Linked DNA regions of Mus musculus: region 2 is linked to region 1. Evidence: chromatin contacts called from public Hi-C data. All regions are on one chromosome and are shown on one strand. The core of a region is the stretch at or near the end of the contact, and the rest is flanking DNA. Distances in the headings are between cores, read along the strand shown.

Region 1 (3,200 bases), core at 509-3,008:
TTAATGGGTGCGCGCACACACAAAGATAAACATTAAACCCTGAAATAAGGAGACATGGCTTTCAATACTTTAAAAAAAAAAAAACTGGACTCAGCACCTGAGCTTTTCTAAGAAATCTGATTGAGCATGACCATAACAACGGTCTTGAGACAAGGTTTCACTATGTACTACTCCCTGCTTGCCTGGAACTCAAAATTCTGCCTGTTTCTGTCCCCTGTTTTGCCGACTGTCTTGCAGAAGGAAGGAAGGAAGGAAGGAAGGAAGGAAGGAAGGGAGGGAGGGAGGGAGGGAGGGAGGGAGGGAGGGAGGGAGGAAGGGGCTTGCCATTCAACCATTTACTACATATCCTGTATTTCTAAGACTTCCAGACATTCAATTCCACCGGTTTATTGCTGCAAATAGCTTCTTACCTCCTCTTCTCCACTGCTGTCATCTTCATCTTCTGACATTTCTTCATCTTCACTATCCTCTTCCACCTCCTTTGGAGGAGGAGCCATTTTCTTGGCCTCACCGTGGGTTTTGCCAGCCTACAAACGCACACAAAAATTGCACGCATTTTCAGTCACTTTGCCTTTGGCCACCACCTTTTTCTTACTAAAGGACACAAGCATAAAGACTTCTTCTTGGCCAGGCATGGCATTCTCCTGGCAGTTTTTTCTGCGAACCGCGCATAATTTTTTTTTCCTTCTCACAGATAACTGAGCAGACAGAACTCTACACCAAGAAACAGCCACAGGTTATAAAGTCTCCTAGTCGTGGCCATCTATTTTCTGGCATCTTCCACAAAAAAAAAAAAAAAAAAAAAAAAAAAACCCAGTTAAAGGGATCCCTTTAAGTTATTTGCTGGGGAAGGGGGTATCTCGAAATCACCTCTTAAAGCAGCACCACGTAACCCAACTGCTTCCCACTTTCTCTCGCTTCCAGCCCCACCACGTGGAGTCACCACGCCGCCACCTCAGGGGTCCACCACGTGTCCATCCCGGTCACCGGCAGAGACAGCAGATCGCCGGGCCACCCATCCATCCCCACGCTGCCGTCCCCCTTTCCGGGGTACTACAGACACTCCCCCACTGCCCCGGGTCGCGCGACACGTGCGGGGCTCCGCAGAGCACGTGGCGGGCCGCGCACCAGAGCACGTGCGCGGGGAGGCGGGGCCCCGGGACCGCTCGCCGCCTAAGGTTGGCCCTCTCTTCCCACGCCGTGCCCCTATCCGCTCTCAGCTCCTCCGATCTCTCCTCACACCGTCCCCTCCCGCCCGCTACATCCGAACCCTCGATATCGCCCTCCCGGAAACCTGCCTCCGCTCTTCTCATCCCCCTAAGTCAGAGGGCAAGCACCGCGAGACCTCCCGCTAGTCGCGCGAGACTTTCCCCCCCAGCATGGCGCCCTCGAACGCGCCCGGGATTGCGCGCAAGCCCTCCTCCCCTCCGCGACGGACGGGCGGGCGCGCGCGCGTCCCTCCGAAAGCAGGGGCCTAGTCGTCCGCGTCGGCGCGCCAAGGCCTCTTACCTTTGCGAGCTTCACCATGGTGGCGGATTACGGCGGCGGCGCGTGTGGAGAGCGAGCAGCTCGGAAGAGCTCAGCGGAAGCCACACGAAAGCGACTGCAGTAGCGGGTACCGACGACTCTGGAGCACGTACAACCGCCTGCCAGCTACAGCTAGCGTCTGAGGCAAAAGACTGAGCCTGCCCAGTAATCGCCTCTGGAAAGGCGACGAAGGGGGTCCTCGTGACTTCGGCTCCACCAACCAGAGCTCGCGTCCGTCCCCGGAGCCAACCGCGAGCCTTAACGCGGGGCAGCGTGAGGCGGGCCTAAGGCTTGACGAGGGCGGGGCTCTTAGGGGCGGGGCCTGACGTCTGCTCCTGAGGGCGGGACTCGTTTGGGCCCAGGCGGACGTTGACTGGTCAGTGTGCGGGTCCTTTGAATGCTCCTGAGCGCCGGGCTCTCCCCACGCCTGCGCAGTGGGACGGGCGAGTTTGGCGCGGCTTGTGTGTGAGGCGCGGGTAGGTGGCGGCGTGGCCCGGATTCCCTCAGGTGTTCCGAGGCAGCATGGGCGGCGATGCTCAGGTGGTCTGGGCGTTTCTCGGTGCTTTCCCCCGCGCCGCGTGGTCCTGCTGAAGAACGCCGGAAGGCCTAGGGTTCCCTCGGGCTGATGAGCGGGCCTCGGCCTGTTCTCCGCGGAGTCGCGAACGGCTTCTTGGCTATGATGCGAGTCCCCGCTTTCCTGAGAGCTCCTAATAAAAGCAGTTGTGCGTGTGTGTGTGTACGAGCAGTGCACAAGCGATCCATGTAATGTCGGTGACCTCTCGCGGTAGGTATAACTCCAGGTTCAGAGAGGTGACTTCCTGGTGTGGTGGGGAGAAGTACTCGGCCCGCCTGTGACCACGCTCACAGGTTCCCTCCATGGCGGGGGGAACGAGAGAGTTGTCTGGCGTTGCTTTAAATGGATTGCAACCAACTGGTTCCAAGCATAGCACACAGGCGCCCTTCATCAGCTAACAACATCCACTAGAAATGACCTGTGGAGTTTTCGTCCGGAGTTGAGATAGGACTTTATTCTTTACTGTCCTAGAGCACACATGTAGACCATGTTAGCCTCGACCTGTATCGGCACGCCTGGCCCGACCTAGGAGATGTTATTTTATGAGACAGGTTTTCTCTGTGTATTCCTGGCTGCCCTGGGACTCACGCTGTAGTCCAGGCTGGCCTTGAACTCAGAGATCCCCCTGCCTCCCTAGTGCTGTGATTAAAGTCATATGCCATCATACCTGACTTCAACCTCGGGAGATTTTAATGCGAGTGGGATGTGTTGAGTCCCCAAGTTTTTTTATCTGAACTCGGGCCTTTGGAGATAAGTAGAAATAGTCACTGTGTGATGCTTACTTACTACGGCCTTCCCAACGCGGTGGAGGGCAGCCACAGCTACACACCAGTGCGCTCTTGTCAGGGCAGGAGATGGCGAACCCGAGTTGTGGTGTGGGGGCATTGTCTTTATAGCGAGACCGGTCACACCTTGTACTGTATATTATGGAACCAAGGGAGACTCTTGGGTAGAGAGGTAGGAAGGGTGGTGTGAGGAAGACTCTAGATATTTCCAAGCAGAGCAAGCTAAAGGCATTCGGGAGGAGACAAGAAGATGAGCTGTGAGTGTGAAATGACTTGGGTGACATGGCTTCCTTTGTCAATCCAATCTATCTGTA
Region 2 (3,200 bases), core at 221-2,720, 7.1 Mb after region 1:
AAACGTAAGCTTAAGCAATAGGTTTCACCCAGTGTTTTCCTATTCACACCCGATTCCATAATAGAAATTTAGCTTGTAGCTACTACTAGCTTCAAACAAAATTTTGTGACTGGTTTAACTGGGCTTCAGAAAGTTACTAAGAAAGTGGCTCTTTAAATGGACACCAACAAATATGTGAAGTCATTGTTTGAGAGCTTAAGGTGACTAGCAAAACCCAAAGCTGAAGGGCGAGCCAAGTTGTAAGTGAAGATTATAACCCTCCAATTTTCCCCATGCTTTATCCTTGTCTGTAAAGATAATAAAACCCAAGACAGTCTCCTTTGGTTCAGTTATATCGTATGCAAACACATGCCCAGTCGACCCTCCAATCTTCTAATTCAGACAGGATATGCAGTGTAGCCTCGAGCACTGGGATACTTTACTCAAAGTAATAACGCACAAAAAAACCACTCCCTCACAACAAGGCATGTGTCAGAACAGTTCGGAATACCGACACTGTGCATATCACCCACTAGGGTTGCGCGATTGCTGTTTCTTCTCTGGGGAGGTACTCTAGGGTGTTTTCCTATAGAAAGGCCTTGGTGAAAGGCCTAAGGTAGGAGTTTACGATCGCTGACCAGCCAGGGGACCTCCTGCGATTGAAGGGAAGGACAACCCGAGCCAGGCCGCAGCCCAGTACTGCACCTTCCCAGCCAGCTTCAAGCCGGTCGCAGAGAGCAGGGCATGCCGCAGATCTCTCCGCCCGCCCCAGTCTGAAAGAGGGTAGGGGGCCGTGCCGGCTCCGCCCTCCCCCGCGGGGCATGGGCTCACGACCACACAGGAAGGCCACGTCCCCAGGGACAGGCACCACTCTATGGTGTGCATGGGGGGGGGGAGACCCACGTGACCAGCACGTAGCCAATCCCGGGACGACAGCCCGCCATAGAGACGGCCGCAGAGGCGGCTAGAGATGCCCGCCGGCAAGTCACAAGCGCCCGCCTATCCCGGCTCGGTGTTCCTAGCTCGGTGCTGCCGCCATCTTCCAGGAGGAAAGGATAGAGGCAAAGGGCTCCCTCCCCTTCACTGCTCCGCACTCACGCTGCCACCTGCCCGCCCCCGGTCGTCTCTCGCTCTCAATGGACACCTTATTCCTCCTTAGTAAATATCCTTCCCACAACTCTAGTTTCCCATAAAGCGGAGAATCTCGTTACCTGCTCCTCTTTTATTAGCGTGAGGAATCCAAGCTCATAAGGTAGGAACTGTGGCGAAACAGGAACAAGACGCCATCTTGGTAAAGGAGAAGAGGCTACGCTTGACCTCCCCCCGCCCCCAGCCTCTATATGGCCAACCGCCGTGGGAGGGGCACAGCGCCTGCGCAGAGGCGGACGGCAGGATCGCGTCCACGCTTGCGCTCTGCATGCAACCGCGGAGGAGGGGACTACTCGGGGCCCAGGAAGGAGTTGGCAAGGGGCGGGACGGCGCGATGACGCCATCTGTTCGCGCGCGCTCTACTGGGCGGGGCAGGTCCGTGCTCTCGCCTGACGAGCGTTCTCCGGCGTGTGAGCGGGTAAGTGTGTGGCAATGTGTACCCACTGTCGCGCGGGCTCGAGTTGAGCTGGCTGTCCTGAGAAAGGGCTAGAGTTCTGCCCTCGCCCGGGCCGCCTAGGCGGTGATAACGGGTACGGAAGTGAGCGCGTGGGGGAGGGGCGGCCGCACCCTTAGTCCGGGGCTCCAGCGATGGATGCCTGGCTGGCGTCGTCCCTTCGAGGACAACTGGACGGGCGGCCCCCATCTGGGTGATCCTGCTGGCCAGGTCCAGGGCATTGGGGCGGGCGTGGCTGGGCCCAGTGAAGTTATGGCGCACAGTCCAAATACTATGTGGTGGAGAGTCGGGCGTTAGGTTCACATCTACGAAGCACTTGCGGGGCCATCTTCCCACGTAACGGTGCCATTTCGTCCTAGGGATGAAAAGGACTAGTCACCCTGGGATGTTAATGAAGTTCCCCAATTTAAGGCAGTGACAGGAGCGTTATGGAGTGGTTTGTCTGCTGTGGCCTTCCCCGAGGTAGTGCGACGCTAGACAAAGGGCTGCAGCCCTGTAAGTGACACGGGAAAGGGAGCATGGAGTGGAGGCCTTTGACTGAGAAGCCATGAAGTCTAACTCTGAAGCGGACCGCAGGCCCAGACCACGCCTGGCCCTTTTGTATCTTCCGGCCTCATTTGTTAGTGGCGCCTTGCCTTGTCCTGTACTACGTTTCCAGACTTTCAACACATAGAACTTCTAGTTCAGACCGTTGTGGTCTCTATGGCTGGTTTTAACCCAGTTTACTCCTCGTGTCTGGAGCGCAGTTAATCTCGAACATTCTCTGTCTAATGTTTATCTGTTGTGTAGTTCCTGTTCGCTGCTTGTTATTAGTTAGGACTCTCACTGGATTCGATATCCTTTAGACGGTTTAAGTGTTTCTCTGGCGTCAAATATTGGGGTCCCTACTGTCTATCAAGGGATTTAAGTTTTAGGTTTTCAACCGGGCGTGGTGGCGCACGCCTTTAATCCCAGCACTTGGGAGGCAGAGGCAGATGGATTTCTGAGTTCGAGGCCAGACTGGTCTACAAAGTGAGTTCCAGGACAGCCAGGGCTATACAGAGAAACCCTGTCTAGAAAAAAAACTTAGGTTTTTTGTTTTTTTTTTTTTTTCCTTAGTAGTGAAAATTGTTTTAGTATCTTAGATACATTTTTAAAATCCGTCTTGTTAACATAAGGAAAAACAGGAGTTTTGAAGAGGTCATAAAGGCTGTTTCTTCATGATGCTTCTAATTTGAGACTCCTTATTTTCAATGGCTTTTCTGGTAGTTGCCATTCAGGAATTCTTTGCAATACCCAGCATTCAAACTGTCAGTGTGTGCTGCTATATCTAATTTTGGGGATGATTTTTTTAGTTTTAAAAGTTGTCCTGATCCTTTTTTATCATTTTTCCACCTAGTGTCCCCCCCCCCCCCCCCTTTACAGAGCACCAGAGGTCAGTAAAGAACAAGAGCTTCTCCTTCTGGGTTTGCTGGGTAGCCTAGGGAAAGGAGGTGGGGCCTCCCTCTATTATCAATCGTGAATGTAATTAAGCTCCCTTTGTTTGTGGCTTGCTGCTCCAAGCTCCATTAAGAGTGTTGTCTTGCATAATGTGCTTGTACAGTCTTCAAATCTAAGAAATCTAAATGGCAAGAGAGTC

Evidence for each region. Hi-C and Micro-C count contacts between places; a contact is called where the count stands out from the background.
Region 2: a Hi-C map of B cells shows a contact between it and region 1, with 6 read pairs. The contact joins the promoter of Septin2 here to the promoter of Ncl in region 1. A contact is called at or near these places in 1 of 39 promoter capture datasets (maxillary cranial neural crest) and 2 of 484 Hi-C or Micro-C datasets (B cells and CD4 T cells).

What each region holds. Positions count from the first base shown.
Region 1 is chr1:86,357,697-86,360,896 of GRCm38.p6, forward strand. It overlaps Ncl (nucleolin), which reads right to left and starts at 1,759. Exons shown (of 14, transcript NM_010880.3): 1 at 1,510-1,759; 2 at 411-527. The coding sequence starts at 1,527. C130036L24Rik (RIKEN cDNA C130036L24 gene) reads left to right here and starts at 1,888. Exons shown (of 2, transcript NR_015507.3): 1 at 1,888-2,311.
Region 2 is chr1:93,477,523-93,480,722 of GRCm38.p6, forward strand. Septin2 (septin 2) reads left to right here and starts at 1,471. Exons shown (of 13, transcript NM_010891.2): 1 at 1,471-1,546. It also overlaps a transcript of Hdlbp not described here.